2 separate regions of the Muntiacus reevesi genome follow, and region 2 is linked to region 1. The links are chromatin contacts, called in public Hi-C maps. All regions are on one chromosome and are shown on one strand. Each heading gives the region's core, a stretch centred on a gene start, on an enhancer-like site or on the middle of the called end of the contact. The rest is flanking DNA. Distances are from core to core; before and after follow the strand shown.

Region 1 (7,494 bases), core at 1,544-4,043:
GGTCAGCTAAAGGAAATACAATCAGTTAAAAGAATGATAGAAAATCACCATTTTAGTCAAGGATCATCAATGAATGGCAAAACCATTAGGTGGAAAGTCGATGGGGGACTAGATATTTTCGCAGTGCCAAAATATCTTTCAATGGATTGCATCCATACTGGTCACAGGAGGAAAATGTAACTTTACCATAGAGATCTGACTGTCTCTACCTTAAATCAGTGATCAGGTTTAGCATCACTAATAGTGAGACAGCCAGACACTATGCACTTCCTGAAAAAATGCAATTGGAATCATATAGCACCACCTGTGAATTTTTTGTTTAAAAATATTTTTACCTGATCCAGTCAAGGCTTAAATCCTATTTTTCAAAAAATACAAGGAATGCACAGTATACATACAGGGGAAATACAGGGAAACATATCATGAGGAAACAGTCAGACAAATCCAGAAGGTGAGGAGTTAGAAAACCTGACCTGATCTCTTCCACAAGAAACTGTCAAAAATGGGGGGAAGGGGGTGGCGAGGAAAGCACTGTTTATGCTAATTTAAAGAGAATTAAGAAATATAACCAAATGCAATGGTGGTCTTTGATTGACTGCTATTTTGAACAAAACAGCAGAAAAAAGGGCATTTTTGGAAACAGTTTGAGACATTTGAATATGAACTGAGTATGAAATGCTATTCAGAAATTATTGTCAATTTTGTTAGGTCATAATAGCAAATTGGTGGTATAGGAAAATATCCTTATTTCTTGGAGATGCATGTTGAAACATTTAGAAGGGAACTTGGGGCTTCCCTGGTAGCTCAGCTGGTAAAGAATTCACCTGCAATGCAGGAAACTCCAGTTTGATTCCTGGGTTAGGAAGATCCCCTGGAAGAAAGATAGGCTGCCCGCTCCAGTATTGTTGGGCTTCCCTGGTGGGTCAGGTGGTAAAGAATCAGCATGCAAAGTGGGAGACCTGGGTTCAATCCCTGGGTCAAGAAGATCCCCTGGAGGAGGGCATGAAAACCCACTCCAGTATTTTTGCCTGGAGAATCCCATGGTAAGAAGAGCCTGGCAGGCTACAGTCAATGAGGTCACAAAGAGTCCAACACAACTGCTAGGTGACGAGTATATGAGTATTTTCTATGCACCACTATCTTTTTTATCTTTATATATATATACATATATATATATATATATATACATATATATATATATAGTATTTTGGAAAAGTTTTACTGAAAAGCAAGAGTAAAGTGATCAATTTTGAACTTTAGAAAGCTCACTCCCAAGCTTATTGGGTGGCAAGAATGGAAGCAAAATTCTTGTTAGATGATTACTGCAATAGTCGTGAAAGAGCACAATGGTTGGGGTAGGACCGTGAGCATGGAGAGAAATGGGCTGTTGGGAAATATATTTTTCAGGCAGAAACCACAAGGTTTTGATAGACCAGCCATGGAAGGGGGTGAAAGAAAGGTGAGTCGAAGCTAACAAAAAAAGCCAGTACCTATCCAGTGTTTAGTACAATGAGCGTAATTCTCAGTCTTCACAGCCACCTGGTACTACTGGCACCTTCATTTCACAGATCAGGAAACTTGGGAGTAGAGTGGTTAAACATCTTGCCCAAACTTATACCCCTAGTAGGTGGCATTTCTAAAACTGGAGTCCAAGCACATATGTGTAACCATTCCTGCTCTTAAGGATGACAGTCAGTCAGTCAGTTCAGTCACTCAGTCGTGTCCCACTCTTTGTGACCCCAAGCACTGCAACACGCCAGGCTTCCCTGTCCATCACCAACTCCCGGAGCATATTCAAACTCATGTCCATCACACCAGTGATGCCATCCAACCATCTCATCCTCTCTCATCCCCTTCTCCTCCTACCTTCAATCTTTCCCAGCATCAGGGTCTTTTCTGGTGAGTCAGTTCTTCTAATCAGGTGGCCAAAGTACTGGAGTTTCAGCTTCAGCATCAGTCCTTTCAATGAATAGTCACAACTAATTTCCTTTAAGATTGACTGGTTGGATCTCCTTGCAGTCCAAGGGACTCTCAAGAGTCTTATCCAACACCACAGTTGAAAAGCATCAATTCTTCAGTGCTCAGCTTTCTTTATAGTCCAACTCTCACATCCATACATGACTACTGGAAAAACCATGGCTTTGACTAGACGGACCCTTGTTGGTCAAGTAATGTCTCTGCCTTTTAATATGCTGTCTAGGTTGGTCATAGCTTTTCTTCCAAGGAGCAAGTGTCTTTTAATTTCAAGGCTGCAGTCACCACCATCTGCAGTGATTTTGGAGCCCCCCAAAATAAAGTCTCTTACTGTTTCCATTTCCCCCATCCATTTGCCATGAAGTCATGGGAGAGGAACTATTCATTGAGATGCGAAAGAGGACACATTCTGTTCATTTTTATGCTCCACATCTTAAGGTTTATACTACCCGACTCACTCATCCTTCCTGGCCCCCACCCAACGGGAACCCATCTCGCCAACCCTGAGACTGGGTGATAGAGGCGGTGGCCCTTGGGGAGAAGAATATGTCAAGTTGAGGCCAAGTGACAATTCTAAAGAGGCACCTACTGTTGGGTGTAGGAGGGCTGGGGTGAGTACGAGCCCCACGAAGACTGAGCTTTTACGCCACGAATGACGCAAATCGACGCCAGAGCCGGGGGTGGGGATGTCGTCACCAGCCGCCTGGGGTTGGCAGAGTTGCGGCGAGAGGGGCGTGTAGACCCCGCCTCGGTGGGTGGGGAGTGGCAGGCCCCGCCTCGGCCCCGCTGGCAGGCTCGGGCCGGCGTAGCTGCGGCTCTGGCTGCCGGGCTGGAGAGCCGAGCCGGGAAGGATGCGGCTTCCAGGGCGGCCTGGGGGTCCCGGGGGATCGGGGGGTCTCCGGGTGCTCCTCTGTCTGCTGTTGCTGGGCAGCCGCCCGGGAGGCTGCAACGCCATTAGTGCCCACGGTCAGGAGGAAACGGGGGGTGGGGGAGGGTGCCGAGAGCAGAACTCGGTGGGGTGTGCCGGGGGTGTGGAGGGGAGGGAGTGGGAAGTATCACGAAGGTGGGAACCTCGGCTGGAAGGTGTGTGTGGAGTGGGGTCGGGGGGTGCCCGGTGAGCGGAGAGAGAAGAGAGGGCGTCTGCGAGGAAAGGGGCGTAGGCCTGGAGGTGGGGCTGGGAACCCGGGGGCGGGACCAGAGAGAAGAGGGCTCAGGGCAAGTTTGGGGAGAAGGAATGGGGGTGCGTGTGGGCAGAGGGACCTAGAGACGGGACGCAAGAGAAGGAAGTGTCCCCGAGGCGCCAAAAAGTGGCGGCGCTGAATGATGGAGGAGGGGAGGGAAGGAGAGAGAACCGCGATTTCCAGGCAGTAGAAGTCGGGCCCACGAGCTCCGGGGTCCCAGATTTCCGTAGAGGATCAGGCCAAGCGAAGGGCCAGGGTTTCTCTTCTTTTCTGGAGAGGCCAATCGCTGTAATCTGATCTCCGATACGAAGCGGACAGCGGGGGAAGGGGGCCAAAGAGGGTGAAGAGGGAGGGGTCGTCTCCCGCCCCCTCCCCACAGCCAGGCCTGGTGCTGACTCACATCTGAGCGGACGGAGACAGTCAGCGCTGACTCATGGGCAGGGGGAGGGTGGGGGCCGGGGGCGCGTGGGGGAAGGGGCGCAGGCTCGCAGTCTGACGCCCTCCTTCCCCATCCGGCTTGGAGGCCAGGGCAAGGTACTTCCTGTGGCGCTGCGGGTTGGTTAGGGTGGAAGATGAAGGCTGGAATGGCGGAGAGGTCAGGTCCTTTGAAGGCTCCTCACCCTGTCGCCCTTCCCTCCCCCATAATTGCTTCCAGGCAAACCCTCAGAGGCGCGGGCTCCGAGCTTCAGCACCGCGAACAGCGCCAACAGGGCTAGGGACACGGACTATAGGGACCGTGTATGGAGCACTGCCTTAGAGCCATCCCACCCTTTCCCGTGCGAAGCAGAAGTATGCTAGGGTTCCCATCTCTTCTGAGTCCCAGGCCATCATAAGATACTTTTGGAGATATGGGAAGGAAAGTCCCTTTTCCCTCTGAATTTGGACATAAACTACCCCGCAGTAATTCTATCAGAGTAGAAATCTATGATTCTCCTCCATCACCACCCCCATGCACCTGAAAGGCTTCTTTTCCCCATTACTCAGTTAAACAAACTGAGGCTTTTAGGGAAAGAATCCAAACTTGCAGATCTTTGAAACCCAAAGCCAGATCCTCCTCTTAAGAAGAGGAGGCCTCTGCCCTCCTCTCCTCCCAGCTTAAAGCCTTCCTTAGAATGAAAGACTGGATCCCACCTGCTTCCCCCTTCCCTAGCCTGTTCATCCATCTGACCACTGTGTGCATGGGGGTGTCTGAGCCTCTCTGCTCACCTGTTCTTTACAGGCTGTCTGTTCGATCGCAGACTCTGCTCTCACCTTGAAGTCTGCATTCAGGGTGAGTGAAACCAAACATAGGAGTTACAAGCCGGGGTGGGGGAGGGTACACAATGAGAAAGTATTGTGAGTGTGGGTGGGTGCCTGGAAGTCAGAAGGGGAAATGCACTCGGAGAGAAGAGGGGGGGATGGCCTGGAGGAGCAAAGCTCTCTGAAGCCAAGAGAGGAGATAGAGACAGAGCTGTCTATTTGCAACCTGGACTTTGGAAGGCCTTTTGCCCAATCCCCCTGCTGACACCACTTTTGTGCTCTTAGATGGCTTGTTTGGACAGTGCCAGGTGGGAGTGGGGCAGGCCCGGCCCCTTTTGCAAGTCACATCCCCAGTGCTTCAGCGCTTACAAGGCGTGCTCCGGCAGCTCATGTCCCAAGGTGAGGTCTAGATGCATTGGAGGAGAGAGGCTGTAACTTGGGTGGATGAGATGGGGAAGGGAGGGACCACCTGACTCCAGGTTTTCTCTCATGAAACATTCCTATCACACTCACTGTGCAGCCTCACCTTCCCAGACCTTCCTGGAGACAAGAGTGGGGGTGAAACTCTAGAGATAGGCTGTTCACACTTAGACTCTCTGGAGGAATCCAGAGGAGGCTGCTAGAAGAAGCCACTGGAAGAGGCCAGCATTCATCTCTTTGAGATCAGCCCACACTCTGGAACTGACTGAGTACTCCAGAGCTGTGAATCCTGGGGTCCTCAGCCAGGAGAACACCCCACTCATTCAATTCATTCATTCAACCAGTATTTATTGGGTACTTCTATGTGGCAAACATAGTTTTAGGTGCTTGGGATTTATCAAAGGGTGAAATGAAGATCTCTGCCTACTGGGGTTTATATTCAGGAGATGAAGGGAGGGACTACATTATATAAATTAGAAAACATTAGTATGTTAGAAGGGGATAAGAGCCACGGAAAAAAACAATTACAGCAGGATAAAGGGATCAGAAATGTTGAGGTAGGAGGCCATAGTATTAAAATGAGTGGTCAAGATAGATCTTATTGAGGCTATGAAATTTGAATAAATACATCAAGGAAGTGGGGATGTTTTCCAGAAGGTTATCTTAGGAAACAGTGTTTTGGTTGGCCAACGATCTAGAACAAAAGCCTTAAGATAGGAGCATGAGTTTGAGGAACACCAGGGAAAACATCTCTACAGAAGGCTGTGGAGGCGTGATGGAGATGCAGAGCAGAAGATGCAGTCAGGTAGGTAATGATGTTCTAAGATTTTATAGGAGAATGTGTGGACATTGGCTGTACTCTGAGTAAAAGAGGAAAGCATCACAAGGTTTCAGCATAGGGGTGCTTGACATCACTTCTACTTTAAAAGGATCTCTCTTGCTGCTGTGTTGAGAATAGAATGTAGGGAATCAATGGTACACATCGAAACACTAAACATTAAAATATTAACTATGCAGAAGTATCAACTTGGGGAGGGGGGGGGAACTCAGTTTTGATTATACTGAGTTCAAGATATCCACTCAATTAGAATGGAAAGTTGAGTATATAAGATTGGGTTTTGGAAGAGAGAGAGAAGTCTGAAGCAGAGATATAAATTTGGAATTCTTTGGCATACAGAGGTAATTAAACCTATGAGGTGGATGAAATAGTCAAAGGATTGAGTCAATATGAGGAAAAACCCTAAAGAATTCTATTAAGAGGACCAGGAGAAGGAGTGGAATCAACAGGGGAGGCTGAGAAGGGGGAGCCAATGGGGTAGAAGGAGAAACAAGAGTGTTTGGTGTCCTAGAAGCTAAGTGAGAGTGTATCAAGGGGGAAGGAGGGATCAACAGTGTCAAATGATGGTGGTAGCTTAAGTAAGATGAGATTTGAGAACCGACCTTAGATTTAGATTTTCAGAAGCCGCTGGTGATCTTGATGATAGCAGTTTTAGTAGAATAGTTGTTGGGGGGGGATCCTGAATAGAGGGGGTAAGAGGCAATGGGAGGAAAGGAAGTGGATACAGCCAGCAGAGATAACACTTTCAGAGTCTTGCTACAAATAAATGGGGTGACAGTTGGAGGGGAATGTGGGATTCAAGCAGTATTTTTATTATAAGATGGGAGAAATTGCATTGTGTTTGTATGTGAATGGGAATAATTCAGTAGACAACAGGTGAAAATGATGATATAGGAGGAAGGGGAGAATTGTGGGGAAGATGTTCTTGAATAGATAGCAGGGGATGAAATCTAGTGCCCAAGTGGAGGATTGGCCTTTTATAGAAACACAGATAGTTCATCTAATGTTAATAGGCAAAAAGGCAGCTATAGATCCCATGATATGAGTTAAGAGCAGTATGAGTATTAATCCAGAAGCAAGGAAAAAGGAATGGGAGTAGGTGGGACGATAGAGTGGGAGGTTATCCTTTTAGAATAGATGACTGACTTTTCCTGTGAGCAGAGTTCATGGAGGCAAATGGTCAAATAGGAGATCTGCCTTCAGGATAAGATGATGTTGATGAAGGCTTAAAACAGGTGTATAATGCTTTGGAGGTTTCCAAGCATTTTCAAGTCCCTGATTGCATTTAATCTTTACTACAGACCCATAAAGTATATGTTATTCCCACTTAAACCACCACCACCACCACAAATAAAGAAAACTAAGGTTCAGGATCAATAAAAATAAGATTAATAATAATATTGATGATGATGATGATGATAATAACATTTATTGAATACTCATGGTGTGTCAGGTACTATTCTAACCATTTTATATTGTGTTTTAATTATCGCAACAATTTTAGGAGGTATAAACCCCCATTCTCCAGATGAGAGCACTAAGGCTCAGAGAGGCTCAGCTAAGGACATACAGTTAGTAAGTGGCAGAGGATTTAAACCCAGTCTCACCGGAGGCCATCTCACTTCCAGATCTGCACCTGGGTGTGGGGTTGGGGGGTGCGGAAAGGACAGCTCAGATCACCCACCAGGTCTCTGGACCCCCTCCATTGCTCCTCGGCTCTGCCCAGTTCAGCACACTGCAGGGTAGAGGGTACCGTTTTGATCTGCCCTGGCCCCTGTTACTAAGCCCTCAAACTGTTCCAAGCCTGAGGGACAATCTCCATCTCACTCTTTTCTCTCCCTG
Region 2 (7,494 bases), core at 2,146-4,645, 140 kb after region 1:
GAAGCTCAAGTCCTACTGAGCACAGGTGGGAGGAGGGGGAGGGACAGAGGAGTTGCCTGGCAGTGGGCAAGCAAGGGCTCAAGGCTTGAGTTTCTCTGGACTCCAGGCCTCACACCCTTCTCTGGGCTTGGGGATAAATAGTCTGTCCATTTGTTTAGCAAGTATTTACTGAACACCATACTAGCTTCCTTGGGATACAAAGGTGCCTATAGATTTACAGTCTAGTAAAAGAGATGAGATGTGTAGAAATGTAACTAGAAAGGTTCAGATAAAGAGCTGTGATGCTCTGCGGTGAGAGAGATGGCCTCTTTTGGAGATGATCCGGGTAACTTTTATGGAGAAAGTAACATTGAGTTGGTCTTGAAGGATGGTAAGATTGAAACGTATTTGATGAGAAGGTCATTACCCACCGAGGAACCACAGTAAACAAAGATGCTGAAGTAGGAAGTCATAGCATATGTCCCAGGAGCAGCAAATAACTTAGTTTGTTAGCTCAGCTCAGCAAACAGCCGTGATTTTAACTGAGGATGGTTTTGCCCCACAGAGAACATTTGCCAATATCTGGAGACATTTTTCGTTGTTATAAGCAGGGGAGAAGTTACTTGCATTTAGTGGTTGCAAAGATGCTGCTACACATTCTATAGTGCCCAGCTATAGGCAGCTATAGGTGACAGCCTCTCTCAAACAGAGAAGTATCTGGTCCAAAATGTCAGTAGTACTGAAGTTGAGGAACTCAGGCTAGAGCATAGAAGGTGAGAAGTAGGAAGTGAGGCTGGGGATTTTAATACCAAACTTTCCAAAGACAGGGAGCCTGGAATGATCAAAGCATATCTGGAAGGCACGTGGATGCTCAGAAGATAGGGTGTTAAGCAGGGGTCCTGTGGGAAGGGTATGGGTGTGGGAAATAAAGAGCAGAGGGACAAAGCAGGGAGGGGGAGATAGAACAATTCAGAAAGACCTGTCCTCCATCCAGTACTTAAGCTTAGGTTGGAAGTATTAGACCCTTGGTTTTGCATAGCGTCATGACGAGTCTCCCTCTTGCCTGGTCCCAACCCCTTGTAGGCTGGAGCCCGTTGGATGTGCTACTGCGCTCACTGCTCACAGAGCCCATCTTCCTGGCGGGACTCTTGGGCTTCCTCCTAGAGAACACCATTCCTGGTAAGTTGAGGCCAGGCCCCGGCAGACTGGGGAGTGGCCAGGAAGTCATCACTCCCTGGGTTGGGCAATGACCTGACCACATTGTCTTTTGCAGGCACACGGCTTGAGCGAGGTCTAGGGCAAGGGCTGCCACCTCCTTTCACTGCCCGAGAGGCTCCAATGCCTCAGAAGTCTAAGGAGAGGGCAGATCAAGAGTATGAGCTTCCTTTCTCCATCCAAAACCTGTGTCCCTGCATTCCCCAACCCCTCCGTTGCCTCTGCCCGCTGCCCCAAGACTTTGGGAATGAGGAAAGAGGGCCCTCTGAGCCCGGAGAGATAGCTGACTTGCTGCCTGACTTTGGGGACCAGTGCCCTCAGCCTAGCAGAGGAGAGTCCCAGTAATTACTAGGACTCCTACTCTGGTTAGTTTAATCCTACCTCCCAGCTTGCTGGAGAACCAGATCGCAGGCACCACTTTCTCCCAGGTAGAGGATGTACTTGTGTGTCTCACATGGGCTCCCCAAAAGTCTCACTTTCCAATAGGTGTGTTTGCCTTTTCCTTTCTTAGTTAGGTCTGTTCCAGAGCAGGGGCTGTGAATGAATGAGTGATATTTTGTCTGTGAACGATCTATACTCAAGCCCTAGCCTTCACTTAACTGATATTTATTGAATATAAGGTCCTGGAAATACAGATATGGATAAGACATGGTCCCTCCCCTCTCAAACACTTATGATTTAAAAAGACATATAATTACTGGACTTCCCTGGTGGTCCAGTGGTTAAGACTCCGAGCTTCCAATGCAAGGGATGTGAATTCGATCCCTGATGGGGGAACTACTAAGATCCCATAAGCTTAATGGTGCATCAAAACAATAACAATAAAAGACATGTAATTACTAATTAAAATCCAAAGTGGAAGTCAGTCTTCAATAAAGATTAAAAGAATGCTATGGGAGCTATGGTTTTTCCAGTAGTCATGTATGTATGTGAAAGTTGGACTATAGAAAGAAAACTGAGCGCAGAATTGATGCTTTTGAACTGTGGTGTTGGGGAAGATTCTTGAGAGTCCCTTGGACTGCAAGGAGATCCAACCAGTCCATCCTAAGGAGATTAGTCCTGGGCGTTCATCGGAGGAACTGATGTTGAAGCTGAAACTCCAATACTTTGGCCACCTGATGCGAAGAGCTGACTCATTTGAAAAGACCCTGACGCTGGGAAAGATTGAGGGCAGGAGGAGAAGAGGACGACAGAGGATGAGATGGTTGGATGACATCACCAGCACAATGGACATGGGTTTGGGTGGACTCCGGGAGTTGGTGATAGACAGGGAGGCCTGGCATGCTGCGGTTCACGCGGTTGCAAAGAGTTGGACATGACTGAGCGACTGAACTGAGAAAAAAAAAAGGGGGGGAGCAGAGAGGAAGAAACAATGAATTCTGATTGAGGACAGTGGGAAGGACTTTACATAGAAGTAGCACTGGGGCTGGCCTTAAGAAGACTTTGGGTTGTGGAACATGGATGAGGAGAATTTTTCAGACTTGGGTGTCCAGATGGAGTGAAACTAAGTTACACAAGGTACAAGATGAGTTGGATTGGTGATGGAGCATAAGTATGGCGGTGGATGGAGGGAGAAAGGAGGCAGGAGAGGTACAAGATAAGGTTAGACCAGGGGAAGTATGCCTGGGAGACTCATCTCTTAACTAGCGTGCTGGTGGGACCCAAGAGAGAATATCTAGTGAAGTTCAAGCCCCTCATTTTATTTAAAAACAAAACAATAAAAAAGACACGGTAGGGTACGGAAATTTGACTTCCGGTTTTTCAACAAGTCCAAATTCGTGGTCCCCTCTCCTGCATTTCGTCTGGCATTCTTTCTACTCTGCTAGGGCAACTCCGCTGTGCTGTGCTTAGTCGACTGCTCAGTCGTGTCCTACTCTTTGCGACCCTATGGACTGTGTCCAGCCAGGTTCCTCTGTCCATGGGGATTCTCCAAGCGAGGATACCGGAGTGGGTTGCCATGCCCTCCTCCAGGGGATGCATCTTCCCAACCCTGGTCTCCCGCACTGCGGGCCAATTCTTTACTGTCTGAGGCCCCAGGGAAGCTGGGCAACTCTAAGGAGTGCCTTTATCCTTCCACCTCCCTACCAGGGCGGCCTCCGGGCACCGGTAGCCCTCCGCTCGGAGCACTCCAGTTATCGGCTCCTGGGGCCCAGATGTCCCGCCCACATCAGGCCTGGGCTCCGCCCCAGTGTCCCAAGACCCCACCTCCCTGTAGTGGGGGTGGGAAATGCTTCTACTCTAGGCCTTTTCGTTGGCGCGGGCGGGCCAGCCTGCCGCGGGGAGGGTGAGAGCTCTCCCGGCCGCTCACGGTAGGTGGGGTCGAGCTCTAATCCGGGCCAGGGCCGGGGCCAGGCAGTGAGAGACTTCTCGGGCCCTGCGGGCTGGTCCTGGCAATAGCGCCTCCTCCCCCCAAGTGTCCTGCCAGGAGGTACCAGCGCGCGACCAAGGTTCTGGGCCAGGCCTCCGGGGATGGGCGGGTGGGTGGCGGAGGCCGCGCGTGCGCAGCTCGCCTCCCGGCCGCGGGGCGGGGTTTGTGGAGGTACTTACGCCTAGCCGGCAACTTGCTGCGAGGAAGCAGCCGGTTTTTGGCCTTGTTGCCCCTTGGGGAGTCGGGAGCCATGCCTCACGCAGCCGGCTCTGTAAAAGTAGAAACGCGGACTGGAAGGCCTTTCTAGCGAGGGCGAATGGAAACTGGCTGCCACCAGGCGGGGCTCTTGGGGTGGGGCTGTGGTAAAGTGAGGCAGGGTCCGCCCTCTCCCCGAAGGGTGAGGCGGGGCGGGGTCTAGTCCGGCCGGTCGTTGGCCTTCTGCTGCCCTCTGCAGGATGGCGGAGGAACTGCGCCTAGAGGGGCTCATGCCGACCCACCTTAGGCAACCCCACTCCGCTGTTGGCCCTCCGGACTTCCCCTTCCTTCGTTCAGTAATTATAACAGGTGTACACTTGACTTCCCTCATAGCTCAGTAGGTAAAGAATCTACCTGCAATGCTGGAGACCCGGATTCGATTCCTGGGTCGGGAAGACTCCCTGGAGAAGGAAATGGTAACCCACTCCAGTATTCTTGCCTGGAGAATCCCGTGGACAGAGGAGCCTGGCGGGCTACAGTCCCTGGGGTCGCAAGAGTCGAACACGACTTAGCGACGAAACCGCCACCACCACACTTGAAGCTAATATAATATTGTAAATCAGCTATGCTTCAATAAAAAATTATTAGAAGAAAAAAAAAGAATAATAAAGGGGTGAGTCTAGTTCATGTGAAGTCATCCTAGAAGGAAATAAAAAGCTGAGATATTGAGGCCTCAGAACTGGATGTGTGTGGTGGGAGCAGCTAACTCTAGGTGTAGTGCTGAATTTCTCAAACCTTTTTGGGGGGCTTGTTGACCGCCCCCCCAGCTGCATTTTAAACTCCTCCCCCGCCCACAAAACACCATATAGTGTGAGCGTCTTGAGCATCCAGGCTTTCTGAAGTGACAGGCTCAGATAATCAGCCCAATTTTGGTGACTGAGAGTGCACCCTGGGGAGTGCCTAGAAAGGAGAGAAGGGCTTGGTGACTTGCTCTTTGTGATGGACTTGAGGTGTGTGATCTTGGGCAAAGTGGGACTGTGGCCTGGTGAGGACTGGCTTCGTCATTCCCAGATCTTCTCCCAGTAGGAACAGCAGGGGAAATGTGACTGAAATACCATCCTCCAAACAGAAGGTTTTGAGGCTGCAGATAAAAATCACAATACGTGCATTTCTATTTCACCTGCCTAGTGACTGTACAAATTATGTTACAAGGCTGCAGTAGGTTATGGTTGGAAGAATAATGGCTTAGATTGAGATGAAAATGACTGGAAGAACAGAGCCATGTTAACCATATTAATGAAATCCAAGGATTTTCATTGTTATCTTTATATTCTTAAAGATCTGCCTCCCCTAACTTCAGTTTGTATTTATAGAATTTCACTTTATCACTTTTTTTTAACCCACAGGAAAAATGATCAAACTGCCTATAAAGTAGCCATAGTTACTGAACATCTGTTAGGTTAAGGCTACACATTTAGTTACTGAAGTGGAAAGATTGGCTTCCAGGATGTTCAGCAGGGCATGATATCATTGGTGGTAGTGCCTTGGGAGGGGTGGTGGGCAATGAGGGAAGTGGAGTTATTTCATGGTCTCTACCTTTGCTATGTTCTGTATCTTATATTGACTTCTTAGGTCATTCAGGTTCTTCTTGAAATGGAGTTGGGACTTTTCTCTTTGCTTCTGGACATGGAGTTATTAGCTTTTTATTTGACCATAACTGTGGACCTCTTCCCTCCAAATGGGTATATGCATTTATGCACAAATTTTGCTTTTATAAGCAAAATTCCAGAGAACTTACATGCATTGACTCTAGATTAAGAATCCCTGTCTTAGAGAATGTATCTATATTTAGGGGAAAATGTATTTTGGGTACATATAAATGTGTATATATATATATATATATGCATACAGTAACTTAGGGAATATATGTATGTTTAGTGAATATACACACCTCTAGTATTCTTGCCTGGAGAATCCCCATGGACAGAGGAGCCTGGCAGGCTACAATCAGTCCATAGGGTCAAAAAGAGTCAGACGTCCCACTGAAATGTTGTAAAGTGATTGGCCTCCAACTAATAAAATAATATTAAAAAAAAAAAAAAAAAAAAGAGTCAGACGTGACTAAGCAACTAAACACACACACACACATACACACATATTTAAAATTCTGAGAGCTTCCAGAGTTTTGTTTTTAGATAATGATCAAATAATTTGAGTTTCCTGCTCATGACACTTAAGATGTTTTATAAAAAAAGAACAATTTCTTCTCTTTTGGAAATTCTGGGAAAGGATAGCACTGACATATTTATTAGGAATGTGATAAAGATGTGACAGGAATGGTGTAGGTTTCCACATTGTTTTACCATTGGAAAGCAGAAATACTAGTACCCATTTATTGAGGCTTAAATGCTATAGAAGAAGGAGATATTTTACATCCTCTAGGAATTTAATATGAGAAAAAAACTGTCAAAATTCTGGATAGATTTTTAGCGAACAGACGTAGTAAGATTGATGCTCAGCTTATTACTTATCGGGAGAGTGGAGGAGAGGGGGAAGAAAGTAAATCCATTCCTTCTGTTTTCTTAGGATTTTCACAAAGCATATTTGATACAGAACTGTCTGAGTGGTGTCAGACCTGCAGGACCCTGGAGGCACTTTGCTAAATTAAGACTCTGCTGCAGATGGAGGAACTGGAGCAAGGCCTACTGATGCAGCCATGGGCATGGCTACAGCTTGCTGAGAACTCCCTCCTGGTCAAGGCATATATCACCAGGCAGGGCTATGCCTTGCTGGTTTCAGACCTTCAACAGGTGTGGCATGAACAGGTGGACACTAGTGTAATCAGCCAGCGAGCCAAGGTAAGTGTGAAGAGAAGTACTGCTGTGGGTGGCAGTGGACATAATTTCTTCCCTAGTGAAGGTCAGGGAACCTTACCATCTCCCAGCTTGTTGGCCTATAGGTTGCCAAGGAAGGTCAAATCAGGATAAAACAATTGCCCCCAGTGTTCTGCACTTCCGCCTCTAACCCTGGGATCTTTCCATGTGGAAAGATGGGTGTGGGTGTGGATGTGGGTATATTTCTGTAGTGTATTCAGTAGAAGGAAGAATTGTGAAGTAGGTCAGAATTGTTTTCTTCTTTCCTGTTCTGATGTTTTTATTTTCCCTCACCTTCCTCTTCTTCCTACTTACTGTCTTCTCTTTTAAAAACATGTCTTCATTTACGTTGCTGCATCGGGTCTTAGTTGTGATATGCGGGATCTTTCATTCTGGCTTGAGGTCTTCTCTAGCTGCAGCGTGTGGGCTCCAGAGTGCACGGGCTCAGCAGTTTCTGCACACGGGCTTAGTTGCCCCTCAGCACGGGCCCCTCACTTGCCCCTCAAGTTTCGGGATCTTCCCAAACCAGGGATTGAACCCGTATACCCTGCATTGCAAGCTGGATTCTTAACCCACTGGACCACCGGGGAAGTCCCCTGCCCACTGTCTTCCTGTTAACCAGAGCTTTCCTTTGCGGTTACCTGTGAGGGGGTCCCAGGTGGTGCTAGTGGTAAAGAACCTGCCTGCCAATGCAGGAGACAAAAGAGACCCGGGTTCAATCCCTGAGTTGGGACGGCCCCCTGGAGGAAGCAAGGCAACCCACTCCAGTATTCTTGCCTGGGAAATCCATGGACAGAGGAGCCTGGCGGGGTCACAAAGAGTCGGACATGACTGAAGTGACTTAGCATGCGTGTACAAGGGAGT

What was found. Hi-C and Micro-C count contacts between places; a contact is called where the count stands out from the background.
Region 2: a contact with region 1 is called in a Hi-C map of blood, with 4 times the contacts expected there. The contact joins the promoter of NHEJ1 here to the promoter of PTPRN in region 1. A contact is called at or near these places in 2 of 3 Hi-C or Micro-C datasets (blood and muscle).

Annotation. Positions count from the first base shown.
Region 1 is chr3:129,387,318-129,394,811 of mMunRee1.1, forward strand. PTPRN (protein tyrosine phosphatase receptor type N) reads left to right here and starts at 2,794. Exons shown (of 23, transcript XM_065930507.1): 1 at 2,794-2,940; 2 at 4,375-4,425; 3 at 4,680-4,793. The coding sequence starts at 2,826.
Region 2 is chr3:129,522,811-129,530,304 of mMunRee1.1, forward strand. It overlaps NHEJ1 (non-homologous end joining factor 1), which reads left to right and starts at 3,396. Exons shown (of 8, transcript XM_065930547.1): 1 at 3,396-3,503; 2 at 6,344-6,615. The coding sequence starts at 6,439. It overlaps SLC23A3 (solute carrier family 23 member 3), which reads left to right. Exons shown (of 12, transcript XM_065930540.1): 10 at 1-25; 11 at 1,063-1,158; 12 at 1,253-2,139. The coding sequence ends at 1,539.